Linked DNA regions of Sus scrofa: region 1 is linked to region 2. A link is a contact called in public Hi-C data. All regions are on one chromosome and are shown on one strand. The core of a region is the stretch at or near the end of the contact, and the rest is flanking DNA. Distances in the headings are between cores, read along the strand shown.

Region 1 (5,688 bases), core at 491-2,990, 200 kb before region 2:
AAACGAAATCAAGAGCATGAATACGGCTCACCCCCGACCCCTCTCCCCTTCCCTAGTGCCCCTTCCTCAGTCCTTCATGCCCCCAAGAACACATCTTCCCCACTTTCACAGGCCGGGAGTCAGCAGAGAGAATCTCGATTCCAGGAGACTCTGCTTAAGGGAGCAGCACTCCTAGGTGACCTACCCGTGAAGGAATCCACCCTGGGGCCCAGTGCCCGAGGCAGACCTGGGGGAGGGTTAGGCTGCTGAGGGGTCTCCCTGGGGGTTGCTGGCCCTTCTTTCTGGCTCAGGCTGCTCTCCCAGGGACCCGAAATATGCTCCCTTCTGACTGTCAATGTAATTTTACTGCATTATCTGCTCAGCTGAGATGTTTGGTCCTGAGACCAACTTTCAAGAGACAGTAAGTACATGTGCTACCTGAAGGAGTAAGTCTCAGAAGCAGTGAATGGCTGGGCAAATCCCAAACTGTTTTTTCACTACAGGTTAACTGGTGCTTGTGATCACCCACTCCTTATGTTAATATTAAGGGCTTACTCGGTACCAGGCACTGTGCTAGTTGGTGTGTTAAGATCTCTTTTAATCTTCAACCTTTTGAAGACCGTTCCTGTTTTGGAGGTGGAAACATTTAGGACTGAAACAAGCTGCCCAGGATGCGGGAACTACAAAGCGGTGGGGCTGGGACAGATCACCACAGCTGCAGGGCTCCAAACTCTTCCTACTCTACCCTCCCCCGCTGCTGGGGACAGCGACCTGAACGCTTCTCTACAGCCCAATACCGGCACATCTTGGAAAGCCTCACCCCAGCTCTCCCAGAAGTCTCCTGGTCTAATGCCCTTAAAAGCACGTCCAGGTTGGGGGGGGGGGGGGCAGGGCAAGGAGCCGCCGATTTAGACTAGCTCCCCGCTCCCAGACTTTGACTCTGAGGAATCCAGATGCACGAGCCACCTCCGCTGCTACAAACGGTCCCCACAACTGCCGGTGTGAAAAACGCTAGCTCTGCGCCAGGTACCCGACCGGACACTGTACACAAGCGACCTCGGTGAAAACTTCCCCAAACTCTCTGAGGCGGATACGATATCGTCACCACGTTTTATCTATGAAGACCTCAAGACCGTAAGAAACTTGTTCAGGAACTTACTAAACGTCCAATAAATGAAACCGCCGGGGCATCAGGGATCCCCCGGGGCATCCTCCTCGCCCGACCTTTTCCTAAGCACGTGCCCGAACCCGTCCGCTCCCGGGAACGCTAACTTCACATCCGCTTGGCCCGCAGTCGGCAAGAGGCGGGCCGAGACGCCGCGGGGCCGGGGCTGGAGCCCGGCCGCTCCGACCCCGGTCTCCGGGACACCCCCGCCCTCTCAAACCCCTCCCTGACCCGGAGGTCTCCCTCAGCCAGGACCCGCTCAGCACTGCGTGGTCGCCGGTTGGGGGACGCGGCTCTCGCGGGCCCGGGACAGGGGAGCCAAACACCCACCTAGGTCCATGGCGGCGATGCTGGCGGCCTGGCGGCGGCGCGAGCCACCCCTCTCCCGCCCGGGAGCAAGGGCGGCGCAGGCGTCACAGCACAATGGCAGGCGCCGGGGGGCGGGACAATGGGCCGCGTGTCGGCCCCCGCCCTCAGTCTCAGCTCGGGTTCCACGCGGTTTCTCCGCCGACCTCTGTCGCTCAGCGTGTCCGCGGCGTCGGGACCGCCAGGCCCACAGCGCCCCCTATCGGCCCCAGCCCTCGACGCAGCCAACAGGCAAGTACCCACGCTTCCGTCCCCACGGCGAGCCCCGCCCCTTCCTCTCCCCAGGCCCCGCCCCCAAGGCGCCCGCCCCTCCCAGTCCTGGCTCCGCCTCGCCAAGCGTCTGTGCTCTCAGGCTCCTTCTCCCTGGGCCCTAGTGAGTCCCACCCGCTAGTTACATCGTAGCCCCGCGTTCTCCCGCATGCAGTTATCCGCTGATCTGTCGCACACGGCTCACCCTCACTGAACGCCCCTCCCCAAGCCGCCCACTAACTTGCACAGGCGCACCATGCCCTGAAAGGCTTCCTCCTCCGCAGAGGGTCTCTCTCAGAACCCCCTGGCCCCTCAGCAGTCCGCCTTCAGACAGCAATAGCTGCTCCATCATTTTCTGGCATCAAAGACGCCTTTGAAACGTCAATGAATTGACCTCCTCCTTATAAAATGAGCCAAAATACTTGGGCAGATCTAATTCAATAGGGCCTGATTTGCAATCTATGAAAACACATTTGATTTCCCACTGAGGAAACAAGTATTCTATGTTCTTCCCACACATTGCCCTGTCTCCCTTTCTCCCTTTCCCTCCTTCTCAGACTTAATCACCAACCTCAAGTGTTTCTAACTTTCCATCCAACAGCTTCCAGCGCCAGATAACATCTAGAAAAGACAGAGGGGCCCAGCCTCAGCTCTCCCAATGTGCCAAGTGGAGTTTGAGATGGCCTGCGCTGCCATCAAGCAGTTGAAGGGGCCAGTGAGTGATAAGGAGAAATTGCTGGTGTACAGCTTCTACAAACAAGCCACTCAGGGCGACTGCAACATCCCTGCCCCTTCAGCCACTGATGTGAAAGCCAAGGCCAAGTGGGAGGCATGGAATGGGAACAAAGGGATGTCCAAGATGGACGCCATGAGGCTCTATGTTGCCAAAGTGGAAGAACTGAAGAAAAACGAAGCCGGTTAGGGAGGACAGAGTGTCACACAGAATGAAGTAGCATGGTTCCTCTGGTAGGGAATGGGGCTTCTTAAAAGACCTTGCTGGGGGAAATGTCCTGAAACCCTAACAAACCAGAGCTGAGACATCAATAAATCACTTAAACTGCATGAGTGATTGTCTGCTGCTGGAAAACTGATGAATTCAAAGCGACTATGAGAGTCCTGGGGAGATATCCAACATGTATAAAAAGAATCTATCTTGGGAGTTCGTGTAGCAGTGCAGCAGAAATGAATCCGACTAGGAACTATGAGGTTGCGGGTTCGACTCCTGGCCTTGCTCAATGGGTTAAGGATCCAGCACTGCCATGAGCTGTGGTGTTGGTCGCAGGTGCAGCTTGGATCTGGCATTGCTGTGGCTCTGGTGTGGGCCAGCAGCTGCAGCTCCGATTAGGCCCCTAGTCTGGGAATCTCCATGTGCCTCAGGTCAAAAAGGACAAAAGACAAAAAAAAAAAAAAAAAAAAAAAAAGAATCTATCTCTCCTGGGAGTTCCCTTTGTGGCTCAGTAGTTAATGAGCCCGACTAGGATCCGTGAGGATGAAAGTTCAATCCCTGGCCTCGCTCAGTGGGTTAAGGATCCAGCATTGCCGAGAGCTGTGGTGTAGGCTGCAGACACAGCTCGGATCCCATGTTGCTATGGCTGTGATGTAGGCTGGCAGCTGTAGCTCTAATTCAACCCCTAGCCTGGGAATTTCCATGTGACTCCGGTCCGGCTCTAAAATAGACAAAAAATAATGAAAAAGAATATCTTTCCTTTAGGGACAGTTCCATCCAAACTGGCTTTCTGTATGATTTTGAGTAAGGAGCTCCCATCCTTTCTATTCTCAGAGCATGTGTAGATATTTGGCAGGAGCGGAGGAGCTGGGGGAGAATCGTGCTTTGAAAATGCTCATGAGACCATTCTTCAGAAGCTGAGCCTCTGGGGTTGAGGCGGAGAAGGAAGGAGAGGAGGCTAAGGCCCCTTATCTCATCCGAGGTTGTCTAGTCACTACTAACCCAACATTACTGAGGGGAAAGGGGCTCTGTCTTCCAAAAAGCTAAAGTCAAATCCTACTACCCAAAGCCCCTACTGAACACAGGCCTGATGAGATGAATGTTTTGAGGGAAGTCAATTTTTTTTTCTTTTTTTGGTGGCACCCTCGGCATATGGACGTTCCTGAGCCAGGGATAGAATCCAAGCCAGAGCTGCAGCCTTCACAGCTCTGGCAACACCAGATCCTTAATTCACTGTGCCACAGTGGGAACTCCGAGAGAAGCCAAACTTTAGTGAAGTAATTGATGAACTGATGCATCCCAACACAGCAGTTGAGAAACCCTGGAACAGATGGTTTCAAAATCCCAGCCTCTAAAACTCACTTAAAGCTATGCAATCAAAATCTTCACAGGACTACTCCCTTAGCTAACTGTGGTCTCTGCTTGGGGATGTTTGTGGGACAGTATGTACACATGTGTAAATGGGGTTTGTTTTAGGAGCACAGTGCATCCCTTGACCTGTGCAAGGGCCCAGCTTCTCCTCCAAGCGTCACCACAGAGGCATCAATGCACAGTGGTGCACTGGGATATGGAGTGCTACGTGGTACTATTAAAGACATTTCAGGGAAAACTGTCTGCTGTGGCATAGAATTTCTAATACTTTCCTCAATTAAAAACTATTTTCACAGCTCATGACATCATGTCAGCTCCAGTTCATGCAAGACCTATTAAGCAATAGAAGAAACCACCATAGGAATTCCAGTAGTGGCTCGGAGGTAATGAACCCTAGTTCAATCCCTAGCCTTGCTCAGTGGCTTAAGGATCCAGCATTGCCATGAGCTGCAGTGTAGGTTGCAGACATGGCTTGGACCTGATGTTGCTGGGGCTGGGGTGTAGGCCGGCAGCTGCAGCTCCAGTGTGACCCCTAGCCTGGTAACTTCCACATGCCATGGGCGCAGCCCTAAAAAGACAAAAAAAAAAAAAAAAAAGAAACAACCATAAATAAGAATTCGGAGGATAAAAGAAAGCAAATTTCACCAGATATCTTCAAGATCCTACATTCCTGTATTTGCAGGAAATTGCTACAGACTTAAACACATTACTTAAGAATGAAGTATACTCAGGATACCACAGTGGCTGAAAAACTCTTCCTTATAAGCATTGGGCATCCTTTGGAAGATATCATGAACACATCTTGATGCTTTTAGGACCACATTTCACATTAAATGCGAATGAATGTTAAAAATAATGATAGAACAACTCTTTCCAAAATATGATTTTGATTGAGGAGCTGTAAGTATAGCCATACCATTCTGCAAATCATTATGAAACCAGATAAAGTGAAACGGTACCACAATTAGGACTGTAAACAGCAACTGCAGAATGCATTATTACAAAGAAACAGAAAAAAGCAAAGCATAGTGTACACAGTGTGCTGAGTTTTGTGGCAAAGAAGGGAGAAAATAAGAATATATTTGTTTGCCTAATGAGGAGAAGGCAGGGCGAATGGGACTGATGGGGCAGGTAGGAGCAAGACTTTTCCGTGAGTACCTTTTCATACTGATTTGATTTTTCTGGCCACACCCAAGGTGTGCAGAAGATCCCAGGCCAGGGATGAACCCACACCACAGGATCCTTGAACCATTAGGCCACCAGGGAACTCGGTATTATTTTGATTTTTGAACCAATGACTCCATTACCTTATAAAGAGGTCTGAGGCAAGGGCACTTCTTTACTGCTCTTTAAGGAGTAAATTTCCTACAGATTTCCCAAGGGTGAAGGTAAGAAATCTTAGACGGAACTGAAACTTTTCATTAACTCTTACCATAAATTTCAGTGGTAAGTTGGAGCCCTCTTGAAAACTCGCCTACATCACAATGACACTGTGGGTTAGGTGAGCTGGGCAGAAAGTCACATTTAGGAACATGGAATGTCCATGGCTTTGCTAATTCCACCAAGACACCAGGCAGATACAGGTTTCATACTAACTCTCCGGGCTAACCTA
Region 2 (5,973 bases), core at 2,138-4,637:
TGGTGTTTTCTCACAGTTCCAATCAAGGTGAGAGGAGCCAGGCGAAAAATGCAATTCTGACATGTACGGTCGTCCCCAGACTGTCTTACTATACAAAGGGGAAATTAATAAAAGACAAAAAAGAAATACCACACGGCATTTTCTTTGCCCACCAGAGTTTTTCAATTTTCTTTAGAGAAATGCCAGCCAGTAAGTAATGAGAACCATATCCCTTTGTTACCCCAGTGGGAAGTGTACGCATGGCTTTAAGAACAAATGTTAATGAGAACTTTAAAAATTACTAATCTGGAACTCTGGTTTCCCTTCAGTGTAAAAACAAAATTCTCTCCTTTAATGCGATGGTCCATATTGAAACAATATGGACAGAGCCCATCAGCAAGAAGGGTTCACCCCCTCAGCGCTCTGAACTTGGGGTATCCTGAAGTTTTCACCGTTCTGATAGAATTGGCATCACAAGCTCACAGATTTCTAAGCACCCCAATTTTCAAACAAGAGAGACAGAAAACTCAGAGTTACAGAAAAAGAAACGGTTCTTCATCTCTTTGGTTTCAAGGGAGAAAATAATTTCTTTCAAAGTGAGTCTAGCTTTTGTAATTGCTAAGAGTATGTTTTCCATAAGAAACAGCTGGAGTGTTTGTTTGTTTGAACCTGGTATTATCACCACGAATCTAGGGTCAGATCTGGCGTCACCTATTCATGAACATCCAGCAGCAGAAACCACCTCCTCGAACACTGGATGGAGAAGAAAGTCAACTAGAGAATGTGAGTCAGAAAAACTCTGAGCAAAAACCAAATTTTTAAGATGCTCGCCCACCATGGCTTGCTTGGGCACGTGCCAGCTGTCTGTACTGTACTTTCAAATGAGGGGCTGCATCCAGACTCTCATCCTGGTGGAATGAGCAAGGCCAGGCTAGGGCCAGAGACCACTTTTTTTTTTTTTTTTTTTTTCTTTTTTCCCATGCAAAGGGGCCGACCAGAGCACAGAGAACCAGGCATGGCCTATGTCCTATCAAATATTCTCCTTTTTCAAGAAGAAGCTTGAAGCATTTGCAAAACATCTCAATTGGCTCCATGTTTTTAACTACCCAGCAAATTTATTTCCTCCACCTGTGGGGGGAAAACACAATAGGCCTCAGGTCTGCAACGTTTTACCATCATTGTGTATGTGCGAAAGTTAGAAATCATTTGCACTGCCCCATGAGGACACTGTTTTACAGAGACTTTGGTGGCCAATAGAAACTGGCTATAACCATGAAAATATTTCTTGATAAATCACTTTCTGAACATGACTCCTCCCCCAAAGGATCATAACCACCACCCAGGAAAACAAAGAATGTCCACATTTCAAGGTAAAAAAGGACTGGCCATTCCTCTTCACTATTATCAAGCACATAAATATAGGCAACATCATCTCAAAAGCGGTTAAGATGCCAAGTTTTGTCTCTGCATGGTTAGTGAGCCCATGTTTTTCCCCATGTTAAATTTACAAACTCTTATTTGTTAAACTGTATTTCATGCTTTAAATACCAAGTCTGTACCTTACTCTGCATCCATGGATGATTTACTCCAGACATAGGGGGTCACCGCCTAAGTCTTTTGCTCTAAAGCTAAATCGTGCCTCTCAACAAGATTCTGTACACATTAAAGAAACACATGGCGTGCCCTGACCATCCCGGCAGGACCTAAACCCCCCTGAACAGCCCATCTCCTGAACATGCCACAAACTCAGATTCTCCTCAGGAAAGGAAGGGGCTGGAGTCACACATTGCATCAGGCATACTAATGAAGCAGAAGCGCTCCAAAACTTCGCTGTTTCGATTCATGGCAAAATTTCCTGAATTCGTTTTATTAAAACAGACATCTTCATCCAACAGACACCACTCAAAACTCCCAGCTAATTTCAGCAGCGGGGTGGGGGGTGGGGGGGGAAGGAGGGATAAGTTGACAGCGAAGTATATACATTCCCCCCAATCCTCGTGTTTCTGGTCAATCTGCACCTATGGGATCAGTTCAGCATTTAAGCCGATGCCAAGACAATAGTGGCCCACCAACCAAGCAACGAAGAGCTGCCAGGACCGGTCTGGTCCTGCGCCCGGGAGGCATCTGGGGAGGACGGCTGGACAGCCAGACAATGAAAGGCTCTCCCGTGGCCACTAGTTCAGCTCGGCGCGGGCTCGGGGTCGGGGGGGGGGTGAGGGGGGGGAGTGGGGGGGTGGGGAGAGGGGGCTATGGAGGGAGGGCGAAGGGGACACGAGCGAGCTCCCTTCTAAGCCCAAAGCCACGGTCAGCAGGCAACCTCCCCAGGGCGCCGGGCGGCCTGGCCTCGGCCTCTGGGTCGGGGTCCCGAACTACAGGGAAGGAGCCCCAGGGAAGCAGATTTCTCTGGGAAAGAGAGGAAACTTCCTGGTTCGGGCATTATGGGTAGGGGGCTAGCACCCTCCCTCCCCCCCACCCAGGGCCAGCTATCCTCGGGGAGTCTAGCGCCCAGGGAAGGAACCGCCCCCCGCCCCGTGCTTCTGCCCGGGGATGGGGGTCACCGAGTCAAGACCCCCGAGCGCAGCCACCCCCTACACGAGGTTCTCAACATGTGGGGACCCGATTCTCGACTCCCCAAGGACGAGAGTCGGGTCCCAGGGGACGAGGGGTTTCAAACTTACACCGCAGGCACGGCCTGGCACACGCGCCGAGGAGTTGCCACTCGGGAGCCCCAAGGCGGCGGGGTCCGGGGACGGGGGGCGGGCAGAGGAAGGGGACGCTGAGGGGCAGGAGGGGAAGCGCGTGCAACGACGCAGGAGGAGGTGAGGGGACTCGGACAGAGGCAAAGACCCGGCTCTGGGGAAGGAGCGAGCTGCGCCCCCACGCCGGGGGCGCAGACGAGGCCGGCGCCGCTCACCTTCCTGTGTTTCTCCTTGTAGGGCAGCGCCAGCCACGGCATGTCCCGCACGAAGTCCTGCCACTGCCGCTGGTCCTGGTCGGAGGACACGAAGACGATCTCCAGGCGGCGCCGCGGCTCGGGCTCTGCCGCCGCTCCGGCCCCGGGCCCCGGCCCGGCGCCGGCCCCCAACCCGGCGGCCGCGTCCCCCCGCAGGCGGCTGTAGAAGGCAGCCAGGCTGGCGCTAAGCTGCGCGCAGGGGGCGCTCAGGCTGCAGCCGAAGTAGAGCCCGAGCAGTGAGATGCCGCGGGCGCCCAGCGAGTGCACGTCCACCTCCTCGCCGCCGCCGGTCACCAGCTTCTCGCCCAGCAGCTCCTCCAGGAAGCCCGACATCCTGGCCCACCGCAGCCCGGGCACGCGGGCACCCGGGCGGGCAGGCGGCAGCGACCCGGGTCCCTCAGTCCGCTCGGCGGGCGGAGGCGGCAGCGGCGGCGCGGGCGCAGGAGAGCGTTGAGTCCCGCCCACGACACGCCCTCCGCCACGCCCACACCACGCCCCCTTTGCAGCCTTGCTCGGGGCCTCCACACAGGCTGTGGCCGAGGGCGCTGGGGGCGCGGGCTCCCACCGCGTGGCCGAAGGGCTCTGGATGCTGCCTGGCGAGACAGCGGACCCGAGACGCTCAAGTCCGTCGGGAATACCCCGAACCTAAGCGAAGAAGGGAGAAGGGGCCCTGCTTGGTCTCGCCTCGCCCTGCATTTCCTCTCCGCTCCCAAATTCCAAATTCTCTCCGGGTTTTAAAGATTCCTACAGTCCCCCTCCCCGAGTTCTCTGCCCCATCCCAGTTCCTCCCCTTCCTCCTCTCTCCCCCTACACACGGGCTAACCCTCTGGCTATTTCGTACCCCACTGATCTCACAAGGCTTGTAAGACTTACCACCTTCACCACACAATCATAACTATCAGGCTAGGTCTTGCTCCGGGCACTTATTTCTCGAGTGTATGTTTTGTGTTCTCTACTGTAAGAGGACTGGAGGGCTCCCTCTCTTATTATTTTTGGTGTGGTTTCTGATCTAGTGCTAGGCAAACGGGAGGGAATCCATAAGTACTTGTAAAGTTGATCGCAAGTCGCCTTGTGGGATTTCAGTCTCCAGGTTGCCACTGCCACTCGTCACCACTGAATGGCTCTCTCTCTTCTATCTCCATAAATATAGGCAACAGATGCGGTGCGGCAGCACTATATCAATGCTGGCTGCGCTCCTGAACCGGCTCCAGAGCTTCTATCAAGTCTGTTGATAGTTGAGAAAATTTCTAGGGATTTTTTTTTTCTTTGCCAGCTGCCAAGATGCCACCCTATGCTCACAGAGAACCTGGATTAAACAGGAGATCTGTGGCAAGGCTTCCTGCCTCACACACACGAAAAATAAAAATATATAACATGCCCACCAGCAACCTAGCAACAGTGTGTCAGCTCGGCTACTAAACAACCTAGTGAAAGGAAAAGATACCCCTCTCACCCCCTCCACCAGCCCTTTACAAGTTATTTTTTGGGCATCTATCGCCATCTAGTGAAAAGAGTGCAAAAGAGAAAGAAACTGGAAGCCAAGCAGAGGATTTTTGTCATTTTACAGTGGCTTTCCAAACACACGCAAACACACACACGAATCATAGCCTGCTTTACAAGAGTTCATTTAAACCTCAGACTATAACCGCAAGCTTTTGGCAAAAACATAAGTTTTCATGCCTAAGGGTCTCGATTTTTCTGGGTTGGAACAAGCTATTCTACTGGTTTTGAGCTCAGTGAACTGTTACCACGTAAACTGGTGAAAGAGGTGGAGGCAGACCCCAGGAGTGGACAGTCAATCTCTTAAAATAATATCCACCCTGAGTGGCCACCTAACCCGGCTGCTCATTCACAAGCAGGTTGAGGATTGCTTTCTATCACAAAGGCCAATTCCAAGTTCACTCTTAGGGTCGTGCCAAAATTCTGGGCAACAGCCGAGACAGCATTATTATCAGACACGTGGAGAGCATCACTTTGTAGTGAAAACCTGTAAAAGTTGTTAACATAGCTGACCTTAAGTTATGAGGTATCTTTTAAAAGACTGGAAATGAGTTAAAGTGCTTTATTTTCTCATCCAAACCGTATCTGAAATACCCATGGGTGGGTTCCATTAGGCCGCATCCAGAGCATGCAAGACAGATTCCTGCAGCCTGACACTTTTCAAACAAACACTGAAGACATGTGAAAGGGCTGTGACCATCCTCTGGGAGCCGGAGGACAAAGTATTTGGCGTGGAGGGAGGTGAGGTGGGGATTGGGGTGACTGCAAATGTGGGGAAATAGTGAAGTCATTATTAGAGTACTTAACTTTGGTGTACTAAGTGCAAGTCTGTATAAAGAGGTGGTTTGTTCAGCATTTTCCTTTTATTATTTTACAGGAAAGCACTTTCCACTGGAGTGTGTCCAGACCAGCATCTGGCACCTGGGAAAGTGAGAGTTTGAACATACCGCACATGAAATATAAATAAAATTTAGAGAATTGTTGGTGCAGCAGGCCTTGGTTAGATGCCAAATATCGCAGCTGCCTTTTAAAGGAGTGTGGAAAGAGGGAATTTGCAATGGAAAATGATTCCAAAATCGTAATTCTTTTTCTTTTTTTTTTTTTTTTTTTTGGCTGCTCCCACAGCATGTGGAAGTTCTCAGGCCAGGGATCAAACCTGTGCCACAGCAGTGACCTGAGCAGCTGCTATGACAATGCCAGATCCTTAGCCTGCTGTGCCACAAGGGAACTCCCCCAGATCATAATTCCAGTGGGTGTTTGTTACAAGAAGAAACCTGAGAAGACTCACTTGGCTTTCTGTAAAGACTAGCCACATCCTTTGGCTTATGGGAAGCACTCTCTATGCATATGCGGTTCAAGAGACCCACTTAAAAAGTATATCCCTACTGGTATTTAGGTAGTTATTTTACATGAATTGACTTGCTGTTCTGCAAATTATTATTGTTTTAAAATATGTGTTAAGAGAAGTTCCCTTGTGGTGCAGAGAGTTAAGGATCCAGCATTTTCACTGCAGCGGCTTGAATTGCTGCCATGGTGTGAGT

The links. A called contact is a pair of places that touch in the nucleus more often than the background predicts.
Region 1: a Hi-C map of skeletal muscle shows a contact between it and region 2, with 8 times the contacts expected there. The contact joins the promoter of GEMIN4 here to the promoter of NXN in region 2. A contact is called at or near these places in 1 of 47 Hi-C or Micro-C datasets (skeletal muscle) and 2 of 2 datasets of contacts at active chromatin or transcription factors (alveolar macrophages and skeletal muscle).

Annotation. Positions count from the first base shown.
Region 1 is chr12:47,105,410-47,111,097 of Sscrofa11.1, reverse strand. GEMIN4 (gem-associated protein 4) reads right to left here and starts at 1,740. Exons shown (of 2, transcript XM_003131811.5): 1 at 1,475-1,740. The coding sequence starts at 1,484.
Region 2 is chr12:46,906,589-46,912,561 of Sscrofa11.1, reverse strand. It overlaps NXN (nucleoredoxin), which reads right to left and starts at 3,387. Exons shown (of 8, transcript XM_021067528.1): 1 at 2,894-3,387. The coding sequence starts at 3,265.